2 separate regions of the Sus scrofa genome follow, and region 2 is linked to region 1. Evidence: chromatin contacts called from public HiChIP or PLAC-seq data. All regions are on one chromosome and are shown on one strand. Each heading gives the region's core, a stretch centred on a gene start, on an enhancer-like site or on the middle of the called end of the contact. The rest is flanking DNA. Distances are from core to core; before and after follow the strand shown.

Region 1 (5,293 bases), core at 2,606-5,105:
CCCTCCTCCCCTCACCCCGCTACTCACACGCCCAACACACTCTCTCTCTCACTTCCTGGTTTAATTTTTTTCTCGCTCTCGCTAGGGCATAACTGAGCTGCTGCGGCTGCGGCAGCAATCGCAACATCTGGGGGAAACTTAAGGTGGTCACGTAGGTTTTCCGAGGCTGCGGCACAGAAGAGCCTGCGGCTTCTCGGGGCAGCCGCGGGGCATCTGATGGCAACGCCCCTCCGGCCTCCCCAGAGCAGAAGGCGAAGGGAGCAGGCAAAGGCGGGTGTGCAGATTAGAGCTGAGCGGCTCAGGAACCCGGAGAGTTCCAAGGCGCTTTCGGCTGGCCAGTACTGGGAACACCAGGGTGGGGGCGGGGGGCAAAGGGGCCCCAGCAGACTGGAAGCTAGCCACGCCGAGCGGGGAGGGGCGGTTGGAAGTCTCCAGGGGCCAAAAGGGGGCGCTTCCGAACCCTCCCTGCCCCGGTGCCTCCCCCAGTCTCTCCAGAGAAGCTCCGAGGCCCGCCCAGCTCCGGCCCAGAGACAGGAAGGGGGTTCGCTCCCGGGAGAAGCGGGGTTTCTTTGCTAGAAAGCTTCTTGTGCCCTCAGCGTGGAGGGTGGATTGATTTCCCAAGCTGAATCTGCGGTGCCTGGGGCAGCCGCGGGGGTGCGGCGAGCTCCTCACACTCGCCGGGCCCCTCTCCTGGGAGGGCTGGATTCAGAGTACGAACGCTTTGCTGAGATGAAGCCCTCACATCCCCACGTTTAGTCTTTACCTCTTGGCTCTCAGATTGAGACTGCGAAAGCCCTTGTGCTGCAGAGGAGGGTCGATTTATTTCCCTAAAACTTGTGGAATGGTATGAGTTGATAGGCACCCAGGAGTATCAGAGTATGAGAGTTGGTAAAAGGTGAGACTGGAGCACCTTTCTGCAGAAGGCACACCTGTTGCCCGCGGCTCAGCTGCATTATCTGCAAGAGGAAAGTGGGCGACGCCTAACTTTGACTTTTGGGGTCCCCGTAGGGCTAGTTCACTGTCTACCCCCAGCTCTCCTCTCCTCTCCCCAGGCACTCTGTCCTCCCTCGCACGTGAGCACTTCAGGGAAAGAAGGGAACACAGAAAATGGGTCCTACTCACTCTTCTCCACTTTGGGGTGTGTGTGTGCGTGTATGAGAGAGGGAGAGAGAGAATATGGGAGGGAGGGAGAGACGGAGGGAGGGGGAGAACACACACACACACACACACACACACACACACACACACACACACACCAGAGGAGTAAGGCCAGGGACAGGAAAAAGAGAAAAGGAGGATGCACTGGGCTAGGGAAATCCCATCCCAAGTGCCTCAGCCCTCTGAACATCTCTTGTCATGGGACATCTGTATTCGCTTCCGTTAACAATTGTGACAATTGTGGGTGGGTGAGGTTACGGCGCCGCCAGGCACACCCCATCTCGTGCGATTCCAGGTGCGGGCTACCTGGCCCATGTCTGGGTTCCCTTCCGCCCAGGCTTTTGTTGCACCCTCCCCCACGTGTGAGCGGCCGAGCAGCAGCAGTGGCGCGGGGGTTGAGGGGGGGAGGTGAGGTGAGATGTCGAGGCGCTGCGGGCTGCGCTGACTTGAGTGGAGAGGTCACACCTCTTTCGGAAAAAGAAAAAAAAAAAAAAAAAAAAAAACCTAGCTGGCTACCAAGGTGAACCCTGAACGGTTCCCACCTTAAAATCTGCCCTGCTCGTGACGTCAGGTCGGAAATATACCAAAGCGAGCGCCGGCCAGGAGTCTGGGGAGCGCGGCGGCGCGGCGATTGGGCGGCGGGCCGCTGACGCGCGCTGACGCGCGGAGACTTTAGGTGAATGTTGGCAGCGGCAGCGCGAGCCACATAAACAAAGGCACATTGGCGGCCAGGGCCAGTCCGCCCGGTGGCTCGCGCTCTGCTCCGCGGTCCCGTTCGCCTGCCCAGCCGGCCGCTTTCCCCTGCTCCCTCCCTGCTCTCGGCGTCGCAGCTCCCATCGCCCCTATCGCCCACCCCTCCCTGACCCTGACGCCCCGACTTCAGAGGGAACTACACTTCGGCTGAGTTGAATGAATGAAGAGAGACGCGGGGAACTCCTAAGTGAGTAGGTGCAGCCCATACGGCTGGCGTTCTTTAGCCTTCCTTCTCCTTTTGCGTGTCTCTTCCATCCGTTTGTATGGCGCAGGTTCTCTTGGAAGTGGGCGCTAGAAGCGCGGAACGCGAGTGGGGCCGGAGCGCTGGGAGTAGGTGTGCGCAGCTACAGAGGACATTTGTCGGAACTCAGCTTTGCCACTCAGCAGAGGCTTCCAGGCTCCTCATTGGTGGAAGTGGAAGGGAGGCTTGCATAGTTTGGGGAGTTGCGGACTTGCCGCGGAAATGTGCATAAAGTTTGCTCTTAGTGCAGATTTGATTATGGTCTTTGAACACGTAGACTCCAAGTTCTGTGTTTACGGGAGGCCTGGACGCTGCATACAAAGTAACAGGGAGTAAGTTCTTCAGTTTATGTGTTGCTTGGGAACTGTGTCACCGCGGCTGGCCAGCGTGCCCAGGTTTCCTGGGTATTATTGGGTAATGGGGGGGCAGTTGGTAGAGTGACCTGTTACTAAGTTGCTTGAAATTTCTGGTTTTAATCTATGCTGCGCTTGCGTATGGTATGTGAATTTGTCAGAGACAGAGACAGACAGAATATTTAAAGAGTACAGCTCTGAAGCTGCGAAGTTACCAGAGGGTTAATATTCCAGCCAGTCATATCTGTCAAGTGCTATGAGGGTCAAGAGTCTCCTTTCTTTCTACTTTTTCTGATTATCCTCCCTCCCCCATGAAGCAAGATTATGAAGGGATGTGAGCAAGGAGAACAGAAGGATTGGGTGTTTGGCTTTCTTTTTTATTAGTAATAAAATTATCTATGCTCTAGAATGCCTTCTAAGTGGGAACGTCTGAAAATTACTAGAACACAAGAATGCCTTGTTCCAGCAAGACTGTGGAAGGCTGGATAGGGAAGGTGCTCAGCTTGCTATGTGGAGAGGTACTTCTAACACTGGTGCCAATTTTGGATAAGTAGTTATTTCTCTCTCTCTACAACTGACCTAAGATGCTCCTGGAAAAATAGGGCCCCTTCTTTCCATTCCTTGGCAGTTTAAGATGAAAGACCAACTTCCTGGAAAAGTGAGTGCCAATTCACCTGTATCCCCAAACCTAGTACTCTGTCAAAAGCTCTTAGGAAATCCAGATGTTTCCATTCAGATTGCCTTCAGGGCTACCCAGGCCTTGCTAACATTTTGTAACTCCTAGGGGTGGAGGGAGAGATTGTTTTCACATTTTATATTCTTGACTTCTACTTTCTCCCCCCGCCTTAAAAAAGAAGCCAATTTCACCCATGGGGGGGGGGGTTAAGAGAAGGTTCCAATGGTATACTTTAATTAAACCCTAGTTTCTTCTTAGTTCCGAATTAAACTAAAATGGAAATGACACTCCCTTCCCACCCCCCCACCCTAGAAAAAGGGCCAATTTATTTCAACATAAGTATTAAATAAGCACATGGAATTCCTTTCCTCCTTCAGAACTCTCTCTCTCAGAAGGATTTGAGTCAATGGCTGAATTTTTCTGTTGTTTCCAGCCATCTCTTTTGCACATTCATATTAACTGCTAAGTTTGGTAAAGGCTACACACTGATTTCCAATTAAACAGTCAAGAAGGGCTTAGAAGGGCCTGCTTAGTGATACAGATGCCCAGCCAACAGCCAAATCTGTCAGGGAAAGTCACCCTGAGGCTTCCTGTGTCTTTATTTCAGGGAGGAGATCCAACAGGCTGGGCTCTCCACTGCTTTTCTAAAGATCTTGGAAACTTTGTCCTTCATTGAATTACGACACTGTCCACCTTTAATTTTCTCGAAAACGCCTGTAACTCGGCTGAAGGTTAGTGCAATATTATTTTTTCCCCCTTTCCTCCCCCGAGTTCCTTAAACGTCCAGAAACAGGGCAATGCGATCTTTCTCAGCAAACCCTGTAACTTAAGTTTTTTCCCAACCCATCGCCTTCAGGAACAAGTTTCTCATTGTGCAATTCAACTTGATTTCTAGATTGGGCTTGCTGAACTCGAGCTTCAGAGGAAAGGCTCCTTGGAGCAGGGTTGCTCGGAAGAAGGGGTGAAGGGGGAAGCGTTGGAAATATCTGGGAATGGAGACCCTAGTAGTTTTCTAATTCTAGCTTTTGACTGGATCAGCCTTTCCTTGCCCTGTACTGTTTTGCTCCGCAGTCTTCGCGCTCTCTGCCCTTCCTCTCGCGCCCCTACGCGCTCTCCGACCGCCGCGGGCTGCCGGTGTAGCTCCAGGTGTACCCGAGCCCGGGAGAAAGTGTTCAGTTGACCAGGCTGAGTGTATATTACCCTGTTTCATTTCCAGCCATGCCTTGTGTTCAGGCGCAGTATGGGTCCTCGCCTCAAGGAGCCAGCCCCGCTTCTCAGAGCTACAGTTACCACTCTTCGGGAGAATACAGCTCCGATTTCTTAACTCCAGAGTTTGTCAAGTTTAGCATGGACCTCACCAACACTGAAATCACTGCCACCACTTCTCTCCCCAGCTTCAGTACCTTTATGGACAACTACAGCACAGGCTACGACGTCAAGCCACCTTGCTTGTACCAAATGCCCCTGTCCGGACAGCAGTCCTCCATTAAGGTAGAAGACATTCAGATGCACAACTACCAGCAACACAGCCACCTGCCCCCCCAGTCCGAGGAGATGATGCCGCACTCCGGGTCGGTTTACTACAAGCCCTCCTCGCCCCCGACGCCCACCACCCCGGGCTTCCAGGTGCAGCACAGCCCCATGTGGGACGACCCAGGCTCGCTCCACAACTTCCACCAGAACTACGTGGCCACCACGCACATGATCGAGCAGAGGAAAACGCCGGTCTCCCGCCTCTCCCTCTTCTCCTTTAAGCAGTCGCCCCCCGGCACCCCCGTGTCTAGCTGCCAGATGCGCTTCGACGGGCCCCTGCACGTTCCCATGAACCCAGAGCCGGCGGGCAGCCACCACGTGGTGGACGGGCAGACGTTCGCTGTGCCCAACCCCATCCGAAAGCCCGCGTCCATGGGCTTCCCCGGCCTGCAGATCAGCCACGCGTCGCAGCTGCTCGACACGCAGGTGCCCTCGCCACCGTCGCGGGGCTCCCCCTCCAATGAGGGGCTGTGCGCCGTGTGCGGGGACAACGCGGCCTGCCAGCACTACGGCGTGCGCACCTGTGAGGGTTGCAAAGGGTTCTTTAAGGTGAGCCAGAACCGGGACTGAGGAGACAGG
Region 2 (5,473 bases), core at 2,766-5,265, 99 kb before region 1:
ATGGCTGTGGTATAGGCCGGCAGCTACAACTCTGATTCTCTCCCTAGCCCAGGGAAATTCCATATGCCGTGGGTGCAGCCCTAAAAAGATTAAAAAAACAGTCAAGTGTTATGTATATTTGATTTCTAATGTTCTTTGTAAAGTTGTGCTTCCTTTCTTTTCTTTTTCTTTCCTTTTGGCCATACCTGCAGCGTGTGGAAGCTCCCAGGGTGGGGATCAGACCCATGCCATAGCTGTGGTCTAGGCCACCGCAGTGACAATGCTAGATCCTTAGCCTGCTACACCACAATGAAAGTATAAAGTGTTGTTTCTGTGCTTAGGACAATCTAGTGAGTATGGCTATTGACAAGTAGAAAAAAAAATCAAGTTTTGGAAAACCTAAGCAGAAATTTCACCACATTAAAATAAAATAAAGGAGTTCCCGTCGTGGCGCAGTGGTTAACGAATCCGACTAGGAACCATGAGGTTGCGGGTTCGGTCCCTGCCCTTACTCAGTGGGTTAACGATCCGGCGTTGCCGTGAGCTGTGGTGTAGGTTGCAGACGCGGCTCGGATCCCGTGTTGCTGTGGCTCTGGCGTAGGCCGGTGGCTACAGCTCCGATTCAACCCCTAGCCTGGGAACCTCCATATGCTGCGGGAGTGGCCCAAGAAATAGCAACAACAACAACAAAAAGACAAAAAAAATAAAAAAATAAAAAATAAAAAATAAAATAAAATAAAGAGGAGAAGTTAGATAATGATTTAGGAATTGTTTCCCTTCTCTAATAACCATAGCTGCCACTAACCTCCCCCTCCCCCCTTCCCCCATCACATACACAAAATAAACTGGATGATTCATTCACAACATACAAAAGCTTGAGTTCCCTGATGATGCAGTGGGTTAAGGATCCAGCATTGTCACTGCTGTGGTGCAGGTTCAATCTCTGGCCCTAGAACTTCTGCATGTCATGGGCATGCCCCCTTCCCAAAAAACAAGAATAACCCCCCCCCAAAAAAATGCAAGAGCGAAATTATCTGGCTAACTGCATTCTTTGCCCAAATCTTCCTTTCTTGAATATAAAAAGTAAAATATATGAGAAAGACGAAAGCTAATATTTTGACGTCTACTATCTAACAGGAACTTCACTAGGAGTTTTACATGTGCCATATCATATATTATTACCCACATTTTGTCAATGAGACAATTGAGGCCCTGAGAGGCTGAATAGGCCAAAAGTCTTTGGTTTTCTTCCCCTGATTACACTCAGCTAGAGTTTGTCCCACAGTTCAGTAATTCATTGAGAAAACATTAATTGAGCCCTTATCTCAAGCTAGTCACTACTCTAAGCATTACAAATATGAAAAGTGTGTGAGACAGACCAAGCCTTCTCACATTACTTACATTCCAGTGATGGAAGCGGAAACCAAATACCCAAACAGGATAATTTCAGAGTTATAGTAGTTTACCAATATGGCTTATGTACAATGATAGACAAATACTTCTAAATATCTATGAGATTAAATAGTTACAAAACAAGGGTGGGGCGCGGGGGGGGGAGGCACTGACAACTGGAAACACTGCAACCCTCTTGTCAATTACTGAGCTAATAAGTCATTGCATCTTTTTTTTTTTTTTTTTTTTGCTTTCTAGGGCTGCCCTCATGGCAAATAAAGGTTCCCAGGCTTGGGGGTGGAATCTGAGGGGCAGCTTCTGGCCTACACCACAGCAACGCAGGATCCAAGCTGCGTCTGTGACCTACTCCACAGCTCACAGCAATGTCAGATCCTTAACCCACTGAGCTAGCTAGGCCAGCGATCGAACCTGCAACCTCATGGTTCCTAGTCTGATTCGTTTCCGCTACTCCACAATGGGAATGCCGCCATTGCATCTTTTAGCGCTGCTCAGAATGTCTATGTGACTATAGTGTGGCTAAAAAGACTATGTAACATATCAGGCTGGACAGCTCCAACAATGTTGGTTCTCAAACCACCAATTCCATCTTTATCCATTATTACTAAGGATTGCTGCATTATTTGAAGAGTTGATTTGGAAAAATCAAAGAAGTGTTGTAACTTGACATAATCCCCCTAGGAGAAACACAGGAGGGTTTCAACATTCTCATCATGAGGTTTCCCAGTCTACACTTGATATCCATTGAGCAATGGAATCCAGCATTCAGTCAGCAAAAACTGAGACTAGAGTGATCAGTAGCTACCAGGAAGTGCCTGGCCCCATTTCGGCATTTCCCATTACCCTCCACACTCCAAAAGGAAACCTCACTTCTATTAAACTGGGGATCATATGCAAAATTACGTTTTGTTTTAAGCAATGAAGACTCAGTGGAACTTACCCTTCTTTCTCCCACCTATTTTATACAAGTATAAAAACTAACTAAATTAGCTGTTGGCTATTTCCATAGCCTGCCCCACCCCCCACAATAAAGTGTTGTAATTTGGGTGGGCCCCTGTCACTAAGACTACTCAGAATTTGCATTTGTAAATTTCTTTGGAACTTCTTAGGAAGGCATTTGGGGGGTGGGGAGGGAATAAATGCTCCTCAGTTTAAGGTGGATAGCTGTCTAGGGACCAAAGGCTAAGATCATTCACAGCCAAAGTAGTCTGCAAATCTATTTTTTGCTCGTAGAAGTTACTACGGGCAGAGCTGGGGCTGTTTTAAATCCATCAGTGTACATCTTTCATTTCCTCCTGGAACTGCACTCCAGCAAGTGAAATCTCCAAAAAGCCTCTGTCCCCTTCTAGAATCTTTCCCTCTCTTGCTTCAGAAAGGAGCAACAATCCTTTTTTAGAAGACAGGCGACATCCACAAGCAGAAAGTTTGCAGCAAACTTTCAATTAGATACCAACCCTCGCCCAAAAGTCCTGCTGCTTTACTAAGGAGGAAAATGCATTACACCCCACTGCCCTCCAAAACGTAAACACCTAAACCATCTAAGACTGACCCACGTTTGTAGGTGAAGTTCTAAATCTTGCCCCAGATTCCGCCACCACCCACCCCAACACCGGACTCCAGGAGGTGATTGAGAGACCATTCCCCGCTACAACCCAGGGGGCGGGGGCAGGGGGGTCTCCTAGGAGGCACACACCTGAGATTGGTCCTCTCGCGCGAGGGGAAAGAGCAGGAGCACTGGGTTCCTCCGGCCGGGGCGGAGTCTGCCTCCCCCCTGAATCAGAGCCTCGGCCCTGGTACCGGCGGCGAAGAGCGCGCGGATGTCACCCTGGGGAGGGCAGGGCAAGTGTAACCCGACGCGCCCAGCGCCGCCGCGCCCCGCCTCCCGGGCAACTTGCTCCTCCCGCTCCTCCTCCTGCTCCCCTCCCCGAGGGCCGAGCCTGGCGGCGCGGCTGCCTCATCCAGGCGGATACCGCGGGCCCTGGCTCCTCCGGCCCAGCGGGGAAACGCGGAAGTGGAGGCGGGGGACCCCGCCCGGGAAGGCGGGGGGGGGGGGTGATGGGGGTGGGGAGAGAAGCGCTGTGAACCAGCGGGAGGCAAGCGAGCGAGGTCTCCGCCGCCCAATGAACGTGACGAGACCTGGCCACCGGGCCATGGGGCCCGCCGGGTGGGGCCGCGGCGTGGCAGATGCGTGGTCCTCGCTCCAGGCTGTAGTTCCTGCCCTGGGCCCTGGCCGGGCCGCACTCCAGACCCACCACCCCGCCTTGCCAGCCGGCTTGCGGGCTGGGAAGTCCCGGCTGAGCTAGGCCGGAGAAAGACTGTGGAGGTGTTCGATTTTCTCGGCTCCCTCCCCTACCCCCGCCCCGCCTTGAGGGTATCCCTCACACCTGCCGGGGAGAGAGGAGTCACTCGCTTGCCCGAAGGCCGGCGGGGCTGGCTTACCTGATTTCTCGTCACCTGCCCCCGAATCTGGCCTCCCCTATTCGGCAGAAAGCCTTTTCTTGGCCTAGAAACGCGTCTGGGAGAGGCCGACGGACCCCTGGGCCCCCACTGTCAGAGCCAAAGCCTTCGCCAGGGCTCCCCCCCCCCCCGCCGTCCCCCCGTCCCTGCTCTCTGGAGGTGCTCCTGGCCTGCTGACACTGCGCCTCCGCCCCCCACCCCCCACCCGGCAGCGTCAGCGGGGAGACCCGCAGGGAAGATCAAACCCAAGCTTTAGGGGACGGGATGCTGAGCTTAGGCTCCTCAGGCCCAGCCTTGTACAGGTGGGGGGAGGGGAGAGCCCAGGCAGCAGAGTAGCAGGCTTCCCCGTTGTACCCCAAATCCGACCCTGCCCACTGAGCATGCCCAGCTCACTTGTTGGAAACTCCAAGTGCTAGAGGAGCTCGAGGGGACCCAAGGAAGGCTAAGATGGGGTTCAAATGGATCCATTTCTTTAAGGTCTTTCCCACGAAGATCTCTGGGAGCTTTGCACATAATGTTTCTACCGTGGTGCTATTGGAAAATACCCAGGAAGAGTTGGAAAGGCCTTTCGAAAAATGGGGTGGGGGCAGCCAGATTAGTTCCAAAGAATAGAAAGCATGGGTTTTTTTCAGCCAATTATTTATTAAGTCATTCACTAATTTCTTTACATTCCAAATAATTATTATAATTGACCAGGAAATGTGTAGATTCATGGAGTCTCAAATGGTACCAGGAAACCAGCCCATCCAATGGGTAGTCTATCGAGTGGAACAGTGGTTCTCAGCCTTGGATACACATTACCATGGGGGATGGGGGAGGGGTATTAAATGATCAGTGCCAGGTTCCCATCCCCTGGATCCATGGAATCAGTCCACGATGGAACCTAGAAATCTTTATATTTTAAAACTGTGTGTCTCAAAGTGTACCTGGGGGAGCCAGCGGAAGTGGGCATTACCAGAGAATTCTGGGGCCAGGGCCTAGCTGATTGAACAAGTCATTCCAGAGATTCAGATGCACGATATCTCTTGAGAACCACTGTTGAAAGCTCCCCCAGATGACTCACATGAGCACCCAGGCAGGGTTGAGAACCCCTGTAATAGATCATTGCTTTTACATGTTTTCATATTCTAAAGATGTGAACAACATGTTACACAGAAAAGTAATAATCATGTTGATTTCTGATGCCAGTCCAGGATTACCTTCCCACTAATTCTCCAGGAACATTTCAGTACTTGGAGACCACCTATTATTATTCACTTTTGTACTTCGGTGCCTAGCACAGTGCCTGTAGCGTAATAGATATTTGATCATTGTTTATTGGTATGAAATGAATGCCTAGGGTAAGATTTGTTCTAGGCCCTGTTATGTCCACGGTTTATTTTCCCCACAAGTCCTAATCACCTTGCTAGCTAACAAGCCAGGAGGGATTCAGATCTCATCAATAAGCTGTGACCATCCATGATGGTCCAATACAAGTCTGACCCTGACAGAATAGGACGGGGGGAGGTAGAGAATTTTAAGGAAAGGAAAGTCAGAAGCATCAGTCATGATTTCACTTGCCAAACTTGGGGCCCAAAGCAACCAGAGGAAAGCAGAAGGACACTAGACATCAGTGGAATTCAGGAAA

The links. HiChIP or PLAC-seq counts read pairs in DNA pulled down with a chosen protein or histone mark.
Region 2: an H3K27ac HiChIP or PLAC-seq map of alveolar macrophages shows a contact between it and region 1. The contact joins the promoter of GPD2 here to the promoter of NR4A2 in region 1. A contact is called at or near these places in 2 of 5 promoter capture datasets (fetal liver and liver), 14 of 47 Hi-C or Micro-C datasets (alveolar macrophages, brain, embryonic fibroblasts and 8 more) and 2 of 2 datasets of contacts at active chromatin or transcription factors (alveolar macrophages and skeletal muscle).

What each region holds. Positions count from the first base shown.
Region 1 is chr15:63,491,865-63,497,157 of Sscrofa11.1, reverse strand. It overlaps NR4A2 (nuclear receptor subfamily 4 group A member 2), which reads left to right and starts at 3,855. Exons shown (of 7, transcript NM_001190276.1): 1 at 3,855-3,912; 2 at 4,398-5,263. The coding sequence starts at 4,400.
Region 2 is chr15:63,591,265-63,596,737 of Sscrofa11.1, reverse strand. GPD2 (glycerol-3-phosphate dehydrogenase, mitochondrial) reads right to left here and starts at 4,015. Exons shown (of 17, transcript XM_021075780.1): 1 at 3,829-4,015.